Regions from separate parts of the Gossypium hirsutum genome. Here region 1 is linked to region 2. The links are chromatin contacts, called in public Hi-C maps. All regions are on one chromosome and are shown on one strand. The core of a region is the stretch at or near the end of the contact, and the rest is flanking DNA. Distances in the headings are between cores, read along the strand shown.

Region 1 (7,312 bases), core at 2,925-5,424, 290 kb after region 2:
ATTAATGAACTAACAATGTTCTCAAAAGAGGTTTTACATATTACTCTGAAAGATTTCTAAACAATACAAGATCCTGAAATAGGACAATTATTTAAAATTCACCAGGCTTAAAGAGCTAGAAACGTGTGAAGGAAAAGGGACTTACAGTATCCTCAAGCCCTCTTTTATCAAGCTGGATGAGAAGGCATACGTTAGGGATGTTACCATAGCAAACAGCGAGCGATAACAGCCTAAAAATTTAAATGATCATTCTCATGACATTTTGCATTTATGCATTTAAATATCCATAATACATCTAGTTAGGAGCATTTGATTAATCATGGCATCCTAAACATCTAGCATAAGCATAAAATCACTCTTCTACAGATAGGATCCCCCAGTGGACAATTAAAAAGATAGATATCATCAGCCTTATCTTCACTGAGCAGGAGTGGAGCAGGCTAAACATACCCGATCTTATCTTCACTAAGCAGGAGTGAAGCAGATCAAATTTTGGCGAGTCTTATCTTCACTGAGTAGGAGTGAAGCAGATTTCAGCCACCAGCCTTATCTTCACGGAGCAGGAGTGGAGTAGGCTAAACATACCCGATCTTTTCTTCACTGAGCAGGAGTGAAGCAGATCAAATTGTGGCGAGTCTTATCTCCATGTATCGGCAATGGAGCAGATTCTAATCATCAGCCTTATCTTCACTGAGTAGGAGTGAAGCAGGCTAAATATAGCAGATCTTATCTTCGCTGAGCAGGAGCGGAGCAGATCGAATTTTGGTGAATCTTATCTCCCTGTACTAACGATGGAGCAGATTCCAATCATCAGACTTATCTTCACTGAGTAGGAGTGAAGCAGGCTAAATATATCAGATCTTATCTCCGCTGAACAAGAGTGGAGCAGGTCAGATACAGCGGATCTTATCTTCGCTGAGCAGGAGCGGAGCAGATCAAATTTTAGCAAATCTCATTTACATGAAGCAGCAAAGGAGCATTTTTGAAGCAATAAAGTGCGGTGGGCTGTGGCAAAAAAGACAAGACTCAGCCAGCCCAAGCAAATTTGGCCCTTCTAAAATCTTTGCTCTATTCTCGTTACACAACAATGAGCAAAGAGAGGCAGCTGCAGAACCAAATTTCTGCTCGGGCCCAATCAAACCAGCCCAAATTAAACACCCCACTAAACCGACCATTAACTCCATCACCCTACTAAACCATCCACTACCTCCATCACCCCCACACCCTACTAAACCATCCACTACCTCTATCGCCCCCACTACCTCCATCACCCTACTTGTTATAAGTTGTAAAATTTGGCTATAAAAGCTATGGAAAAACTATTGTATTGGGGGATTTGGAGAAGATTTTTAGAGGATTTTTGGGGTGAATTTTTTAGAGGATACACATACGAAATCAAAGAGAATACAAATCAGATTTTTAAGGTAACTTTTAATATTAATCAATTTTGTTTACTTTGGTGTTCACATTTTTTCTTTACACAAACGAAAGAAGGAAAAAGAGAGGGAGTTTACCTCTGATTTTATTTCCTTTCTGATTTGGCCCCAAAGTTTTCATTTTTAATTCAATTTAACCTCTTTTTTATTTTTGTTATTTTACTGTTAAATTAATTAATTTGAGCTTTATTCTCATTATTTTTATATTTTTATATTTTCTATTAATTTAATTAATTTGAGTTATGTTTCATATTATTATAATATCTATTTATTATTATATATTTATTATGTAAATATATATATTTAAGCGAAGGTAATTATTTTAAATATAAATTTCTATTATACATAGACTTATTATATTATTTTTTTATACCATTGTTTATTATCGGTTACCATTTTTATATCAAATTATTATTATTTACTATTTCTCACTATTACTAATTTAACATTGTTATTCCAATTTTTTTTTATTTTTTTTACTATTATCCCCCATATTTAATGTTATCGTCAACATATTTTTTGTTATTATCATCATGTTTTTAATATTATTATTAATACTATTAGCACAATGTTTATTACATTATTGTATTTATTATTACTATTGTTTTATTAATTATTTCTATTAATTACTATTATTATTATTTTTTATTATTTATAAATGGTTAGCATTATTCTCATATTATTATTTTCATGTTGTCTATTATCATCATTTTTAAAAAAAATCTATGTCCTTAATTCATTTATCCATTGATCTTCTCTCAAAATTTTTCAAAATAAAGACAATGTTCGGTATTTAAAGAATTCGAAGAATCGTGCCCTAACGTACTGGGTTTCGCTTTCTTTGTTTGTCTTGAATATTCGAATATCCTCTTACCAGTTCACTCTAAAAAAATTTCACAATAAAGGCAATGTTCGGTATTTAAAGAATTCGAAGAATCGTGCCCTAACGTATTGGGTTTCGCTTTCTTTGTTTGTTTTGAATATTCGAATATCCTCTTAAGGCTAAAACGCACGTTTTAAAGGCAAGCTTACAATTGAGGGTAAAAAATGTTGTGTCCTAACGTACTGGATGTAATGTTTTACCTTGAGGTGAGATGATCTTTAATACACATTTGACTTACCTAAATGTTTTAAAAGCCAATAAAAGGAGGATCGCGTTTTGAACTCTGTCCAAATCTTTAATTTTTGACATTAAGACACTAAATAATCAATCAAGTATTAATTTTGGGCGTGTCGAGGGTGCTAATCCTTCCTCGTACGTAACTGACTCCCGAACCGGTTTTCTATTTTCGCAGACTAAAATCGTCGTTTTGAAAAATTTATTTATTTATTAAAAACGACCGTGTTTTGAGGTGGTCCAATCACACCCTATTAAAAACGATTGGTGGCGACTTCCAACTTTTCGTTTTCAAAAGTTGATTTCCTGTTTTCAAAAAAATGGTTTCGACACACTTTATATCAAAGGGTTATAAAAATCATATTAAAAGTTATTAAAATTATATCAAAAGCTACCAAATTGAAAGTATGCCAAAGGTTAATACAACTATATCGAATATCATAGGTTATTAAAATTATATTAGTGGTAATGAACATGCTAACAAAGGTTATCCAAACAATAGCGAAAGTCACTAAATAATATCAAATATAGAAAACCTGAATTAAATGTGTTGGTAATAAGGATCAATAGAGGAAGGTGCAGAAATGAATGACAATTGACAAATTCAGCTTAAGAATCTATCAAAATGATGAAGTGTTTAAGGCTTCCAAGCCCCAAAGGGCCCAAAGGTTTTTCTCGCGGTCGAGGAATGGGTTGTGATTGGAATGTTTTGACACTACCCTTGATTTTCGCCCCAATTCAAAAACCAGTTCGATATCGATTTAATTTAATTTTATTATAAAAAATTAATAATTTAAGTTTTTAATTTAAAATTGTTTAATTCAAAATGATTTGGACACAAAATAACTCAAACCTAAAATGATTAGAATCTAGAGTGGCTTGGATTAACAATAATTTGAATAAATAATTTAAAATGATAAATTTAAAAAAATCGGTAAAAATGTATTTTTAGTTTCTTTTAATTTTGAAATCGGACAAATTAGTCCTTCTAAAAAATCTGCGCAATTTAATTCCTATCAATTTTGAATGTGAGAAACTAAGAATAATTAACCATGACGTTAATGTTTTCTATCATTTGTACATAATTTTGATTAGTATAATAATAAATTTAGCCATTAAAATTTACACATTTTGTTAATTTGGTAATAACTTAACAAATTTATCCTGCAACATTTATGTAAATGCTAAATATTGAGACTAAATTTGTTAAATTTTTTAGAACTTAGACTAAATTGACAAAATATATAAACATCGAGAGCTAAAATCGTTTGCAATTGATTAAAGATATTAATACCATAATTAATTATCTTTAATTATTCACTTTTACTTTTAAAATTAACATAAATTAATTTACTCTTATAAATTGAAAAAGAATGAATAAATATTTTTATAAAAAATTTAAAAATTCTTTTACTTAAAATAAGCGGATACAAAATAAATATCAAAATCCAAATTAAGGTACACCCAAATTAACCTGGGTTAGGATTAATAGGCACTCCAACTATGTACAAATGTAGGTAATTTTGGAAAGGATTGTAGCAAAATACGTATATTTGTAGTGTGTGGGACCGTTGGCCTAAGCTTAATTTGGAGATTTTTCGTGGACGACACGATCCGAGTCTGCCGCTTTCTCTCTCTTTCATACACTCTTTCTCTCTATTAAAACCTTTCTCTTTCACTCTTTATTTTTATTTTTTTAGCTTTACTCTACTCTTTCCTTTTCCTTTTCCATTGTTTTTTTTCTTTTTGGGTTCATAAATCGATATGGAAATGGAGGATCATCGTCACCATCAATATGCCATACCCGATCTTAGGCAACTACTCAACGGAAAACCCATCAATTTCCAAGCAATTCCACAGGATACTGAGTTATTCTCCCCCGGCCACCACCGGAATCTGCCGCCACCGCAGCAACCCCACCACCCCTTCGATGTGATGCAAATGGTGGGTAGACATGAGTTCCCTTCTGATTCTACTGGTAATACTAATGCCACTCCCATGGCTGCTGTTGCCACTGTCACTAGTGCTTCCACACTTAGTCCCAGCTGTGGGTTCGACGGTGAAGCCACTGCTTTTGGAGGTGATGGAGGAAATGGAAGGTGGCCGAGACAAGAGACCTTAACACTTCTTGAGATCAGATCTCATCTCGACCCCAAGTTCAAAGAAGCTAATCAAAAGGGTCCTTTGTGGGATGAAGTTTCCAGGTATATACAAATAATATATTTATTCTTCCATGCTCTCCATACCCTAATTCTCTATTTTCTTCCATTCCCAAAGCTAGCAACTTCACTCCATGGATTGTTTCTCCTTTTAAAGATATGAAATGGGGTTCAAACCAGGAACAGTATTACACGAGTTTTCTTCTTTTATTTATTTTTAAAGAAAATAAACGATAGCTGATCATTTCTATAGTCTTCAACTGACTTGCTCTCTTTTTTTCCTTTGAAAATGTGTTGCCTCCATTATTGTGCAAGTTTTTACTGGTTTTTACTATAAAAATGACTAACCTTTTGGATGTTTTAAGTACCCATCTGCAAGTTTTATCCATGAAAAGACGTTTTCATCAGTCCCTTGCCGAAAGACCCATCTTTATTTTTCAATTTTGAATGGTCAAATAAGAGCTTTATCAACATTCATCACATGATATTTCCATGGTCATACAAATTTGAATTAGGGTTCATCTGTTTTCTAATAGGTTTAAAGTTTAATTTATTGCCATTTCCTTCCCTTTTTTGTTGGTGCTGTAGAGTCATGTTTGAGGAACATGGGTACCAAAGGAGTGGGAAAAAATGCAGGGAGAAATTCGAAAACTTGTATAAATATTATAAAAAGACTAAGGAAGGCAAGGCTGGGAGACAGGATGGTAAACACTATCGATTCTTTCGTCAACTTGAAGCTTTATATGGGGATACCAGCAACAACAATGGAGTTTTAGGCCAAGAAACTCCCCTAATCGGCAACAGTTTTCTGTTTCATGGCGCTCAAAATAGCATCAATACTCAAGCAAATCAAGAGATCTATCACTCGCAAAAGCTTTGCAGTGATAGTCTTAGTCTCTCAAGTTCCTCAAAATTCGACACTTGTTCCTCAGATAACAATGATTTAAGCAGTGCAAAGCTGAAAAAGAAAAGGGGTTGCAGAAGCTGGAAAGCCAAGATAAAAGAGTTCATCGACTCGCAAATCGGGAAGCTAATGGAGAGGCAAGAGGCATGGCTTGTGAAACTGACCAAGACGCTCGAGGAAAAGGAGCAAGAGAGGGTTTTAAGGGAAGAACAATGGAGGAAAGAAGCAGCAATAAGAATAGATAGAGAGCATAAGTTTTGGGCTAAAGAGAGAGCATGGATTGAAGCTCGTGATGCTGCTTTAATGGAGGCATTACAGAACCTGGCTGGCAAACAGTTGAAGGCGGCATCATCTGACGGTGAAAACCATAATGAAAATGGGAATGGAACAATTAACCACACTGTTAAGGCTGATGGGTGGCAAGAAGCTGAGGTTTCTAGGCTCATACAGCTGAGGACCGCCATGGAAACAAGGTTCCAACAAGTAGGGTATTCAGAAGAGGTGGTTTTGTGGGAGGAAATCGCCGCTAAGATGGGGTGTTTAGGATTTGAAAGGAGTGGTTTAATGTGCAAAGACAAATGGGATACCATTGGTGGTTCATATACCCTAATGAAAACCAAGGAGAGTAACAAAAAGAGAAAGGAGAACTCAAGAGGCTTTGATTATTATCAACCCCATGAGACCATTTTCACTCAAGGACCTGAGACATTGAGACTCCAACCAAATGACGGCTCTTCTCATGCTGTAAGCGATAGTTGCTTTCGCTTCTTCATGGCTGATGGAGATAATAACTTGTGGGAAAACTATGGTCTGAAACTCAGCAACTGATGAAAAAAAACCAGTAAGTTCAAACAAAAGATGACAGGTTTCACAATTATTGTAATCCATCCCACATGGGTAAGTTCTCTTTTGAGAGGCTGTGTAGAATGTGTAAGCAAGCAGTTTGACTGATCTTTGACTCTTGAAAATTTATGTACAGCAAACTGTGTTTCATGTTGTTCTTAGCTAATTCAAATATGGATTAATGGGTTTGATTTAATATATCTTGCAGGGGAGAGCGGAAAAGGAAAAACCACTGCATTTCAATATATATAGTTGATTTAGTGCATGGAAACTTGATTTATGATACTTCTTCATTATCACTTTCATTCTTTCTTCTTCTTTCAATATATATTTACTGAGAATTTGTTGTTTAGTAAATGTCTGATGAAATATCTCTGCATTATAGAGGGCATTTGCCCCCACGTGTGCAAAAGTTTATGTACAATTTCTCTGAAGTACGGTGCATAGGTTAAGGAAACAGTGACTTTGGATCAGATTGTAAACCAGAATGCAAATCTTTCAGATTTTGTTTGCATTTGTATCAAATAAGTAGGCCAAGGATTAACGGGTTTTACATATATATACTCGAGATCATTCTATTTGATATTCCATTTATATTTGTTTTTTTTAAAGGTAAAATATTTGTTCGATATAAATAAATTTAACTAATAAATATCTAATAAAAAACTTGTAATCTCATTTAGATTTTGATAGGATGAACCGGTTTGGTTTTGGATTGAATTGGGGAGTTTTTAAAATATTTTGGTCATTTTAGGTTTAGATCATTTTAGATTTGGGGCATTTAGATTTAATAGTCAAGTTTTCGAGTTAGATTTATTTTACTTCATATTATTTTGACTTGCTTGTTTTAGTT
Region 2 (6,291 bases), core at 1,688-4,187:
GTAAAACTTTTTACATGTAAACAAATGGATCCTAAATATTTACTATGTTACAATTTGGGCTTATTTAGTTCTTTTTAAAAGTATTTCTAATTAGGCCCAAATTAAGTTTGGGTGAAGGTTTCAAATTTAAGTTTGAGGTTTGGGCCCAAATGAATATACAAATTTTAAAATTAAATTCACAATAAAATAATAAACAAGCCACTAAACTAAAACAAAATAAAAACTTAGATTTAATGTTAGTGTTGTTTGATAAATTGAAAAATTAAAAGTTAAAAAAATAAGTGTTGAAAATTAAGTATTGAAAATTTAAGTACTAAATTTAAATTATAAAATTGTTAGATATATCACTTAAAATTAATTACGGGATATAATTAATTTTTTTTATAAATATAGATTTTAAATTATAAAAAAATATATTTCACATTTTATCTTTAATTTTTAAATATTTAACTTTATTCTAAACAAAAATTAAATTTTAAACGTAATATTTTTATAGGATATACAAAATTAAAACAAAATAAAATAGAATTGATTGTTGTGTACTTGTTATTTTCTACAATTTTTTTATAAAAAAAATTTATCAAATTATTTTAGATTATAAATATGTATAAAAAATTAAATCATTAAAATTTAAAAAAAAATTCAACAAATCTATGAAACAACAAACAAGAGCGAAATTAGATTACATGTGACTTACATGATCTTCAATCTCAATTAGCTTGCTTCAAATTAAAAATATATTAAAATCCAGAATGAATGATAGTTAAGGTTCCCGATCTTCTTTCAAATAAAAAGAAAAAAATGAAATCCTACTCCCGCTGTTTAATTTAGTCAGTTTGAGTGAATTAAGATGCATAATTAATTATGAGGTTGAGAGGAGTGATGTCAAAATAACAAATCTATGATCCAATTGGTGGTAGTAAATTATTTATAAATTGAGAAAAAAAATCAGGATTTAATTCGCGAAATCTTTTTAATTTATCTTTAGATTATGTTGAATCATAAAATAGTGAGATGAATTCGATTGTTGATCCAACTATTTTATGCATAGAAAATATGAATTAACAAATGTGTCTAAAAATATGGGTCTGTAAATTCAAAAGTAGATTGAAAACTCAAGAATAGAAATGGGTCCAATATTTGTATCTAAATCTGAATTAACAAATGTGTCTAAAAATATGAATCTGTAAATTATTGAGTACTATTCGATTATGTTAAAATTAAAATTTTAAAAATAATATAAAATAAAACAAAATAAAGTTTATTCAAAATGTAAAATAAATTAACAGAAGTACTTAAATAAAAATCCAAACAAATTAAACTTAACAACTTCACAACAATTTAAATGTACCTAACGACTTAAACATAAGAATTCTAAATAAATTATAATTGCATATATTATAATCTACCATAAAGTTTGTTCCACATTTAGAGTTTAAGCTTACATATCATTATATAAAAGCATACATTTAATATCATAATTGTATATAGGATTACATATCATTAATAATCTACCCTAATTATATAATGCTAATAGTATATATTATAATTTACCATAAATTTAGCTATACGTGTTAGAGTTTGTGTGACCCGAATCCTGTCACTTACTGAATAAATAAATAAGGAGATCTGTGGGGGTGAGAGGTCAAGGGTCGTAGGTTTTTTCAACCCTTAAATAGATATAATCGAAACTCCTCTTGTGATATGATTTTCCAAACTTGGAGGGTTTGGAAAATAGCTTGAATGGAAGGACTGTCTTGAATAGGTTTAATTGGTGGAAACCTTGACCCGTAACACTTAAATACTTTAAGAAACCGTAGCTATATTAAAATTATGACCCACTTAAACGTGAAAGAATACTCGAACGTTGGTAAGCAAAATCGCCACACTTCATGATGGGAAACGAATTGATAAGACAATTGGGTGAATGCCACAAACTAGTAAACGTTTGATAAGTTTAGCTTAGTTCAATGAAGAACCATGAGATAATAATCTCACCAACAAAGTTTATATTTAGAATAATTGTCTAACCTCAACATTGTCCTTTTATAAGATATATATAGGCCCTAATTTTACTATTCAAATTCAGCAGCTACATTAGCTTTTATCACAACTTAAAATTCGATTATAACTTTATGAAGGGCAACTAATAAGTCATGACTCGTCACTTGATTCAGATAGTTGAAAAGTCATGTCTCTTCACTTGTTGAAAGTTTAATGTTCCATAATTGTGTTGTTTAGTGTCCCTTCATCTCCCTTATGGCCGAATGTTATGTTGCTTGACATTCATCTCTTTTAATGGCTCCATAATGATCCTTGAGTGCATGAAATCGATAAGATTTTAAAGAGCCACTTGTGATCCATTTGAACGGCCACCATAATAAACTTTAAGTGAATGAAATCGATTAGAGTTGAAAAGTTATTCTTGGTCCTATAAATAGTCACCTACAAGATAAATAATTAGACATTAAACATTGACAAATTTTCATATTCTTATTCTACTAAAATATTTAACTTAAAACACATATTTATGATAGAAATCACCATAATATAAATACATACATGCATTTATTTATGAATATGTAACTCCAACGTATGCTTAAATATAATTAACATATAAGATGCATAAATGCATGGCTTAATTAAAATGTAAACTTATTTTCATAATGCACATAATTAAAACACAAACTTAATTAACATATGAGATGCTTTTATGTATGACTTAATTAAATGCAGAACAGATAATGCTAGACACAATGAAAGATGCAGACATATAATTCAAGGCATAATTTAAAGATACAAACTTGTTAAACTGAAATGAAACTTAATTTAAAGTCTTCCTAAAGTGTCTCATGATTAATCAAACCCAATGGGGTCTCATCCAACTCTTGGATCAGCATTTGACTTGGTCTTGGCCAATCAGAACATGATTAATTTGGGCTTGTTCCCAACGTCCACACATAGGCCCTTTAAACTCTTCTTTGACTCACTTGGTTCGCCCCCTATAGTTGACTCAATTGGTAAACACAAATGATCAATCTTTGTTTTGGCCATCTCAAGAAGAAGTAGTTCATGGAAATACGGCCCAACTTCAAATTGTTTCACCTTGACAAGAATTAATTCAGCCTTGTTGGTGGAATTACATCATCTTGTACCATTCAGTTTTTAACATTAGTGAATTTTTTCTCTTTTGCTCATAGTTTTTTCACGTAAAATTTGTGTGTTTTTATTTTTATTTTTATTATTGCTTTGTGATCATTCTATTATCATTATCGACGCCTATTATAACAATACGTTTAGGGTTTAATCTTACATATCATTGATATAAAAATGTATGTTATAATAATGTAATTGTATATAGGGTAAGTAATCTTAAATAATCTACCTTAATTATATAATGCTAATTGTATATATTATAATCTACCATAAAATGAGTTACATGTTTAACGTTTAGGTGCATATCATTAATAAAATAATACACATTATAATATTATAATTGTATAATAATATTATTATACATTCATAAGTTATAATTGATATATTATATGTCCTTAAACATGTATGTATACTATTTTTTATAATATAACATGTATTGAATATAATTAAGTGATATTAGAAAATAAATTTATATTATAATATTTCTTTTAATTATATAAATATTAAATAAATCTTTTAAAGTAATTTAACTACTTGAGTTAATAAAATAATAAAAAAAGCAATGAAAAATTTAGGAATTACGGTGGTCTCATCTCATTGTTTGCTTAGGTTTATAGATAAAAAAAAATTTAGAAGCTACATGATATTTAAAAGAAGACGAAATAGTTATTTTAATTTTATTATTAATTAGTATATATATTTTAAAAAAAATATTTTTATTATATTTTTATACATTAATTATTAATTTGTGTAAATTATAATTAATGTTTAAGAGTAATATTAGTAGCTAAAACATGGTTTTATGTATAAGAGGTCTTGGGTGCAAACTTGTTAGAAACAAAATTTAAATATTTTGTAACCAATAGATACATATTGAGATTATTTGAATTCTATTGGAAGGGGTCTATTTATATCTGCTTTGAATCCATAAAATTTGAATTGGATAAATTCGAAATTCGAATTGCCATCCCTGTTAAAAGCTATAAAGCTTTGGGACTTGAGTTTAGCAAAACTCTCACGTTGAGGTCTGAACTTTTTTTTTATCTAAATTAGTCATTGAACTTGATAAATGTTTCCATATTAGGGTATAAACTAGGCAATTGCTCTCACGTTGGAGTTTTAGTTTTTTTTTAATCCAAATTAATTCCTAAACTTAGGAATTGTTTCTATATTGGAGTTTAATATTTGACAATTATTCTCACATGAAAGTCTAAATTTTAAAATTTTGAAGGAAAGATTAAAGATTAATTTAGATAAAAAAAATACATACCCAAAGTGAGAATAATTTCGAATTCCGTACTCCAAAAAGTAATTGAACCATTGAACTCTTGAAGGAAAAGGGGAAGGAAATATAATGGCCTGGAGAGCCCATCCTGGAAAAAAGGGGCTCACTTAGAAAGCACTAGTTAAAGTGTATATGAGCCAGTTATGTTGAGTAAAGTGGGCTGACATTAAAGGCATAATTGAGGTAGCAAGTTCCAGAATTGGGGAAGATCCTGAATGAACTCGTTGAATTGAAAGTTGATGGGATATTTGATGGTTGAAAGCAAGATACTTTGCCCAATAAAGAGAAACTCCCATATCTTTAATTAATTAATGCCTAAATCAAAGCCTTTAAGCTTTTCTTATGTTTCATGATTAAGCTTTCCAAAGGTGACAACTCACTCCCACAAATCGATAAGACAACTTTTAACTACAATTCAACCCTATAAAACAAAAAAAAACATTGGCATTGGGTTGCCAACCCCTACTCCTCTTTCTTGGGTGTTTTCCGGGCTCCGGCTAAGTAATCAGCCCCTACTCTCTCCCCACATAAAGTGCCCAACCGAAATGACACTGTCTAAAGTATCTTATTATCATTTTTTTATAGTTTGCCATATTATATATAAATTTAAAGTTATAATGATGGATTATTTACATAATTCTTTGAATTTCAACCATTTAAAAAAAATTAAAAAGTATAATTGTATTAATTATTTAAACATGTAATATACCTACAAACAATTATATTTTTTAATTAAACAAATATTTACACTCAAATTTAATTTTTATGTGAATTTTTAAAAACACTCTAAAATTTTAGAGGTAAAATTTAGATAAAATCCGTCCACCCCAATATATTGACTAATATGTTTTGTAACTATTTGTTATATTTTTAATTATGATTTTTTAGTTTATAAGAATATATAACATATATCTTGATTTTAAAAATATTTATATATTTTTATTATAATTGTTTAGCTATTATACAACTTTATAAATATATTTGGCTTGATTTTTTAAAAACTAATATACTTTTAGAATATTATATAAAATTTCAGTATGGATTAAAGAAACCATTCTAGAGCCGAATTGAAAACAGTATTAAAATATGTTAAATAAAGTCACACAACATTAATTTAAGTGTATATAAATAAAAATATAGTTCAACTCAGCTGTGATCTTAGTTTTGATTCTCCATGTCAATATTTACTATATAACCAATTGTGACAGTATCTATGTCGCTCACAATCTCACTTAAATCCTTGATCTAAATGTCACAAATTGAAATATGTGTTTCTCAGTGTAATTATTGAGCAATCCCATCTATCGTGCATGGGGTCGATACCCATCATTCGAAAGCTGCCCCGACATTTGGATCTCGATGAATAGAAATTTCTTATCATAGGCTGCAATATTGAAATGAAGATATGGAGGAGACATAGTCTCATTGAATACACTTGCTTTCCAATAGCCTTATATCTTTAAGTGGGCCCTTTTTATAATGATGGTTGCGAAAATTTTGCTCTTACATTTTGCTGCTCTGCATGCCATGGTTTGATTATCTCTTTCAAAGCAAACACACATAACCCTACATAGATATATATAAATTTAAGATATATGGTGGACTGTAGATATTTGATATTAAAATGGCTTTTTTATTAAGACATGAGATGAGTGAAGGAATAGGAGGGCAAATAAAGAAAGAAGGAAAATGGAAGGAGGAAGGAAATAGAGAAAATGGTTAATTGTAACTTAACAAGCCTTTTTAATTTATATACACGGTTTGTTTAGGTTAGACATATGGATTGAAAGAGTACTTTATTTGTTTACAAAGTAATTATTATTGAGTGCAAAAAAATTGTAAGTAAACTT

The links. Hi-C and Micro-C count contacts between places; a contact is called where the count stands out from the background.
Region 1: a Hi-C map of leaf shows a contact between it and region 2, with 4 times the contacts expected there. The contact joins the promoter of LOC107934460 here to the enhancer-like site in region 2. A contact is called at or near these places in 9 of 34 Hi-C or Micro-C datasets (anther, callus, leaf and 1 more).

The regions. Positions count from the first base shown.
Region 1 is chrA01:56,977,971-56,985,282 of Gossypium_hirsutum_v2.1, forward strand. LOC107934460 (trihelix transcription factor PTL) reads left to right here and starts at 4,175. Exons shown (of 2, transcript XM_016866892.2): 1 at 4,175-4,757; 2 at 5,301-6,724. The coding sequence starts at 4,318. The coding sequence ends at 6,444.
Region 2 is chrA01:56,693,209-56,699,499 of Gossypium_hirsutum_v2.1, forward strand. No RefSeq gene overlaps it. Among protein-coding and RNA genes, the nearest start is that of LOC107956914, 81 kb to the left of the region's middle. Within about 2 kb of position 2,938, at least 3 of the 9 cell types and tissues checked have an H3K27ac peak or open chromatin away from gene starts, as enhancers often do. A contact at or near this core is called in leaf, where this site is marked.